2 separate regions of the Zea mays genome follow, and region 1 is linked to region 2. A link is a contact called in public Hi-C data. All regions are on one chromosome and are shown on one strand. The core of a region is the stretch at or near the end of the contact, and the rest is flanking DNA. Distances in the headings are between cores, read along the strand shown.

Region 1 (3,757 bases), core at 188-2,687, 840 kb before region 2:
AGATGTTCCTTTACAAACACCAAGAAAAAGTATTAAGTTGAGCATGTAAAAGTATGCCATACCCTGCAAGACAGCATTTTCAGCAATCCCAAGATCCTTCGCGAGATATTCAAGTGCGCCATTGACCACACTACATTCCATAACACGGATTCATGCTATTAACTAACAGTTTTTGTGTCCACAACAGAAGTGCAGAAAAGATGTAACTGTTATACTTCCAGCTCATTATTCATTTTTGTCAATTAAAATGCAGTAAATTATGCTTCATCCAATTGTGCTTAAGAAACAAGCATCTTGTAGCAGCAATAAAGTACATACCCAAGATGGTAACCAAACAGAATAGCCCCCAAACAAGCAACGCCAACATATGGCAGAACATGTCCTGAGGATTTAACTTGAACCTTCTCCAATGGAATATCTTCAGGGTCAACTGTAAAAGGATAGTCAAATGAGTTGAGAGAATGCAGAGACTGAACATCATCTGTCATTTAAACTTGCAGTAGAAAAGTGTGCAGATGAAAAACATCTGCAACACTGAAGGTGATATAGTAATCTACCCACATCACCTTCCGTTATGGGTCACACAAAATACATGGACTCCATAATCATGCAGATTCCTCTTCTACAAGTACCCGCTTTCTCTGGTTTCTAAAAAGCGACTTAATTTAATTGTGAGTGGCAATGCTCCTGCCTTTCTTAAAAACAAATATTTGCACTATTCAAAATTACAAATAAAAATTGCATTCATAGTAGAGGCATTCAGCTCAGGATCATCACCCCCACAGGGTTCAGAGGGACCATAACACATATTATGACGCCTCAAAAACCTGAATCAAATAATAAGCACGGCAGGTCCCCAACTAACCACCACCCAGGACGATCACATCAGCATATCGAGATAGTGAAAATGCACCGCGTTTCGATGAATACCCAACGCAAACACAACAACGGTGCTGAGCATAAAACATGGACTACCAAATCCATCGACCTCTAGATCCAATATCACGATCCCCTGGCAGCTGTCACAGAATCTAACTGCAGTCAGCAGTTACATTACCCCCTCTCCCGGAACCAACCCCCCCCCCCCCCCCCCCCCCCCAGCCCCAGTACCACAAGCGTGTGTTCGTGACACCAACCCCAACCGAATCGATCCACAAGTACAATGCATCAATCTTATCCGTAGCCCGAGACGCACCTGCCGCCGTGGCTTGCAAGCGCCCGTAGCGCGGGCTCGCGCGGAAGAGCCCCCCGACGCCGCCGCGCAGGTTGGCCATCTCGAGGCCGGCGAGATCCGCCGCCCGCGACCTCAGGCCGGCGCACCACCCATCGTTGCCCGTCGGCATCCGCACGCTGCAGGGGTTGACCGCCGGCAATCTCCGATCGCCGCTCCACGAAGCGACGCACCCGCCGCCCGTTGCAGCGCAGCGCATCATCTTCTTAATAACGGTGGTGATTGTTCCTGCGATCGCACACCACCACCACCATCACCATAAATAGAAATAGGTAAAAAAAAAATTCAACAGTATGGCGCTGAGTTGGCAGTGGGTAAGCGACTACAGGTTCGGAAGAGTGGCGATGCTTCCGTTTGGGGATTTCGAAATGCGATTATAAGATAGGACGACGAAGGAGACGAAGAGGACGATGCCTTCGCAAGATCCGATAGTTAAGCAGCGGATGGGGCCGGACTTCTTTCAACGCAGGAATTTCGCTGGAATGTGTGTACGAATTTCACACGATAAAAAACAGAAAACGAAAAAAAAACTCGAAATCTACTTATCTAAAGGAATCCTTACTTTTTTTTTCTAAAGGCTTCCTGCTGATGGCTACATGACTCGGAGGACTTACCGTGCTGGCAACGACATCGACGCGTGCACCTGATGAAATGAAAGGGTCCAAAAATCAATAACAGCAAATTTTAGTAGGCTTACAACACAACACTGGTGACGTGGGTGAGCCGATAGTCGGTATGGATTGGCTTGACTCGACGACTTTAACACAACACGGTGGGGGTACAGTTGCTCGTCGGATGAGAACCTCCCAGGATATTGTTTTTATGAAACCCGTCTTTTTTATCATCAAGCTCCTTCGGCGTACTTAGAACATCTACTACAATACCTTAAACTCGTACCTCAAAATTTTACTTAGCTATTTTTGTATGAAAATTCTATTATCTAATAAATATGTGACATTGATTTATGTATCATAAGTTATGATATATGTGACACTTAATACTAGCACATATTTGAAAATGCATCTGAATTTGTCCTTAAATACATGTGAGACAATGTCAATACTCAGCAGTTGTGTTTTTTTTAAAGCAAGCTTACCAAATGAGTTATTTCTGTGATCTATCATGTTTTTAGTTAGAGCTGTTAGGACTGCACACCTTGCCCGGTGCAAAACACCGATGACACTAGACGTGTCTATAGGATAAGCTGCTACGATATAACAAATTCTAGAGGATAAAAAATCATATATTTTCCTATGAGTGTCTGTTGTTCTTAAAGATTATAACTTATTAAAATTAACCCGGGCTAGTTATTATATGGTATGAGATTTATAAAAAGGTTTCCTTAAAATTTAAAGATAAAAATTATAATTGCTTTCGTTGAGAGTTGAACTCAAGACCTCCCGCTTACTAAACGGGTGCTCTAACCAACTGAGCTACGAAAGCTGTTGTTTTTCTTAAAAATTATAATTACTTTCGTTGAAAGAAATATTTTCTTCTAAAATATATTATTCTGCACAGCAAAAACTACTCCAACAATACCTCATTTTATAAAATTCAGTCAAAAAATATAGGGCACTCTCTCAAATGTCTCAAATATACTACACCGTAGTGGTCTGCCGTATAATATATGTTTGAGGCTTTACTGTCGAAGCATAATATTTTGTTGATACCCTAAATTCAATAAAATTTACTCATTTCTAAATTATAGGTCATTTTAATATATCACGCTATTGGAGATGCTCTTAGTTAATCTCATTTCTTTTTTATACCTTATGTACCTGTTTCACATTTAGTGTCGCCCTTATAATAGTCTCACCCTTCATATGTGTACCTATCATTTAGTGCCTACCTCCACGGTGGCTCCCTTTGTGTCTTCATCGAAGTCCTCTTTAGCTCCTAACTACACTATGAAGTCTCATGTGGCACATGTCTACACTCGACGGGTCATAGAGCCTTCTATGGTGATATCCTCTCCTGTTGAGTCATCTCCTTCTGATGATTCGCCTCCTACTCCCTCTCTCACCTGTTGAGCCATTTCTCATTGCTAATTCTCTACACGAGTCATCTCTTAGATGGAGCCAACGTTTTCGTCAGTCACCTGATCGATGCTCTCCATCTGGTTTTGTTGCTACCGTTCTTTTTTAGCTGACTTCTTAACATGATGATATTCTTTATTAGGAATGACAACATATGATGGCTAAGGAGATTGTTGTTCTTGAGCACACTGTCACATGAGAGTTGGTCCCTTGTCCACCACATGTTCGTCCTATCACTCGTAAGTGGGTCTATAAGGTTAAGACTCACTTTGATGGGTCCCTTGAGCGCTATAAGGCTCGACTAGTCGCTCAACAAGAGCATGGTCGACATTACAATGACTTTTGCACCTGTTGCTCATATGACCATTGTTCAAATTACTCTTCTTATTGAGGTGTTTGTTCATAAGTGGTCCATCTCTTAGCTTGATGTGAAGAATTCATTTCTTAATGGCGAGCTGTGTGAGGAGATGTATTTACAGCCACCACCTAG
Region 2 (3,519 bases), core at 500-2,999:
TATTTTTGAGGGGCCAACTATTTTGAGACTAAATTTGAGTCATTCAACGTTTGATAGGAAAGCGTCATCTATTTTAGCATAGTAGAGAACAAACAGTAGCTTCAGGACAGGTTAATTATTATGAGACAAAGGAGCTAATTATTTTAGAAAAGAGAGTGACAGGCTATTTTAGGACATAGGTTAATTATTTTGAGAGGAAGGCGTCAAGGATAGAGAATAAGCAGTTATTTTAGGAGAGAGAGAGAGAGTAAACAGTTTCCTGTTCCTGGTCAACCGTACTTGCGTGCTATCGACCGTCGGATTCTTCCAACTTTGGAGTGGTGGAACCGTCCAAGCATTTCCATCCTTTTTTCACGGTCCATAATTCATCAAGATATTCTTTTTTTGAGCAGTCACAGTCACGTCACTGGGTCAGCGTCCTTCCGTCGGCCACATGTGTCACTGTCATCGCCCATCTCCATCCACGCAACCATCGTTGCATTATTATCTGTCTTTCTGGCTTTACTGTTTATCATTTTATTAATATAATTAATAATTAATATAATAACGTTATATACTTGCTTGCTTATTTGCTTTTTCTACCGAAGCGAGAAATAAATTCCAGGGACAAAAAAAGAAGGAAGAATCCATCTCCAGATTTTTTTTTTGATCTTCTTCTCCCCTTGCTCTGAACCTTCCTCCCAAGTTTTTTCCACGCCCCCTGTTTTTTCACCCTTCTAAAAACTTTACATCCAGGTCAAAAAAATGGGTGCCCGCTCGCTAAGGTTAGCCAACAAAGGTAAAAATAAAAAAAAGGAAGGCTAATCGACTGGCTGCGGCTGCCTGGGCCCTGGGGATGGCCATCAGACGGCGGGCATGGTCTCGTGGCGCAGGGCCGCGAGATCCGACGGGCCACACGCGTCGTCGCCGCCGAACGCGAAGAGGCCGGCGCCGAAGCCGTCGTCGTCCCACGCGGCGGCGGCGGCGGAGGCAGCGGCCGCGGCCGCGGCCTCCGGCGAGTAGCCGCCGAAGCCGCCTCCGTCCACGATCTCGTCCTCGAAGCCCCAGATCTGGCCGTCGAGCGCGGGCGGGAACGGCGCCCCCGCGCGCCCGGCCTCCTCCTCCTCCGAAGAGGAGGCGGGCGGCAGCCCCAGCTCGTCGTCCGAGGCCTCGAGCAGGAAGCCCAGCTCCGGCGCCGGCGCCGGCGCCTCCGCGGCCTCGTCGAAGCTGGCTATCTCCTCCTCCAGGCTCCGCATGACCGACGCTAGGTCGCCGGCCGCGGCCGCGTCGGTGTCGTCCTCCAGCATGTCGAGCAGGTCCTGCGGCCGCAGCCTCTTGGCGTCGGCCTGCGGCGAGCCCTCCTCTCCGCAGCCGCCGGCGACGAGGTCGCCCGCCTCCCGCGCCCGCTTGTGAGAAGAGTTCTCCATGGAACGAGCTCAGAGGAAAGGGGGATGACTTGATTTTTTCTCTCTCTCTCTCTGTCTCTCTCTATTTCCTTGCTCCTCCCTCTCGCTGCGTTCGCGTACGCCGAGCAAGGCAAGGCACAAGCCAGCCAGGCGAGCGAGCGTGACGAAGGCGATAACGCGAGGGCAGAGACGCAAGAGTACAAAAGGCGAGGTGTTTTGCGCAGCGACGCCGAGTTGGGGGGGCCGGCTTATATAGCCCTGCCCGTGGTGGGTGGCTCTGCGGACGACGTTTCTCGCAGGGGGTTTGCCGCAAAAATCGCTCGCGCGGTTTGGTTTGGTCTGGTCTGGTGCGGTGGTGGCGGTGCAGCCAGGGAGTAGTACTACTGCTTGTTAGCTTATCTTTTGCTAGCTTTTTCTTTATTTGGTTGCCGGTTGGGGGCTGCGCGCGCCGCGACGAACGGACACGGACACGGACACGGACGGACGGGGACTGTGATGGGTGCGCGCGCGCCTGGCTGAGGCACCGCACGCCATCTGGAAGGCGGAAGGCCCGGCCGGGTCGCGTGGCCGTGGCCGTGGCCGCCCGCGCCTGCCTATTTTGTTTTGTCCACGCCCTCCCTAGACTGGAATACTGGATGGGTGGTGGATTGGGGCGTTTGAACGGCGACGGCCACCTCCGATATTTCTGTCACGGTTTTTCTTTTCTGACCTTTGAAAAGCCATCCATCCGTCTGTCTGGCTGACTGGCTGGCTGTATTGGTTAGCGGTGGGGGGGGGGGGGGGGGGGGGGGGGGTCTTTAGCTCGGGCGGGTCTCTTTTTAGCTTGGAAGATGAGGTGGAGCCAGCTATATTTTTAAAGGCGTATTATTCCCGTCTGAAAAAGATTTCGAGGACGTGCTTGCATGGTGCGGTCAGCAATAACCCGGTCAAAAATCCGTTCAGAGACAGGTAGGTTCTGAACCTCACAGATTTTCTGCTGTTGTGTGTTTTATGAACTTCACACACTGTATAATATATATGGTCGGTAATAAAATTTATAAACTGAGAAACTATATACTCCCTCTGTATTTATATAAGGTGTAATCATAAGCACCTCTAATTTAAAGGCCAAGAGATATATTTAATTCTCTCTCTAGTGCTATTGTTACATGCATGTTAAAAGGGAGCACGTCTTTTATAATACGACTAAAATAAAAAGTAGTTACAATTCATATACCGGAAATAGAGGGACTAGATAAGAGGAAAAGTATTATCAGTTCTTCTTCTGTAAATCCTGCATTTCGAAGGGTTGTGTCCATCCGTGTGTCTTAAGATTCGACGCGCCGTACGCATATGACCGCAGGACCACCGGGAGCCAAAAGCCAACCCAACCCGATCCAAATGTACGGTGCACCCAACCACCTAGGCTAGGCTAGGCCACGCTCCGAAGCCAGGCAGCACCAAGCATGTGACCCACCCACCCACCCTTCCCCCTGCGAAACCCAGCTCTCCCAGGGTCCGCGGCGCAAAACGGTGGGTGGACTAAAAACCGACCCGCCCAGGGGCACTTTTCCGAATACAATTAACCGCGAGAGGCAGCGCGGGATAACGAATCGTGGCGGGGGTCTATGCGCAAAAGGCGTGGGGGGCGTCGAGATCGGGACTCTGGGGCCATCCGGCACGAGCGTGTCGCTTTTTTTTTCCCGTCCCCCGGTTTTTCTGGTTTGAATTCGATTCTCGGGTCCGCTATCTGCTGCGGTTCAAGTCCGGCGCCCTGCACGACTCGCGTCCGCGAGCGGAGCCCAGAGCCGACAGCGATTCTGCTTTGCTCGGCTTGAGCCTTGAGGTGCCCAACGGTCAGCACAGCAGCTAGCCTTCGCGTCTGGTCTGGGTGGGTTAGCCGTAGCCCGTAGCCCCGCTCTCGTTGTACTATAGCTTTTGTTTGGCCCTGGTCCACGTTTAGCTAGCGGTAGGCCGACGTGCGGTTAGGTTCCCATACATATACCGCCATCAACCACGTGACCCCCGGCCTACCACACCACCAACCGCGGCTCGTCAGCCGTCGCCACCCTGCCCCAGCTAGCTCATTGAGCCGCTTCGGGGGGCTGCCTCCTCGGGTTGCGCGCGAGCGCCAGCCGCGAGCCAGACGTGCCTG

Evidence for each region. Hi-C and Micro-C count contacts between places; a contact is called where the count stands out from the background.
Region 1: a Hi-C map of tassel shows a contact between it and region 2, with 4 times the contacts expected there. The contact joins the promoter of LOC541809 here to the promoter of LOC103634790 in region 2. A contact is called at or near these places in 2 of 25 Hi-C or Micro-C datasets (ear and tassel).

What each region holds. Positions count from the first base shown.
Region 1 is chr8:13,193,302-13,197,058 of Zm-B73-REFERENCE-NAM-5.0, reverse strand. LOC541809 (glucose translocator 1) reads right to left here and starts at 1,437. Exons shown (of 13, transcript NM_001319776.1): 1 at 1,196-1,437; 2 at 319-430; 3 at 63-130. The coding sequence starts at 1,433. TRNAT-AGU (transfer RNA threonine (anticodon AGU)) reads right to left here and starts at 2,674; the gene lies at 2,601-2,674.
Region 2 is chr8:12,354,632-12,358,150 of Zm-B73-REFERENCE-NAM-5.0, reverse strand. It overlaps LOC103634790, which reads right to left and starts at 1,749. Exons shown (of 1, transcript XM_008657382.4): 1 at 555-1,749. The coding sequence starts at 1,406. The coding sequence ends at 843.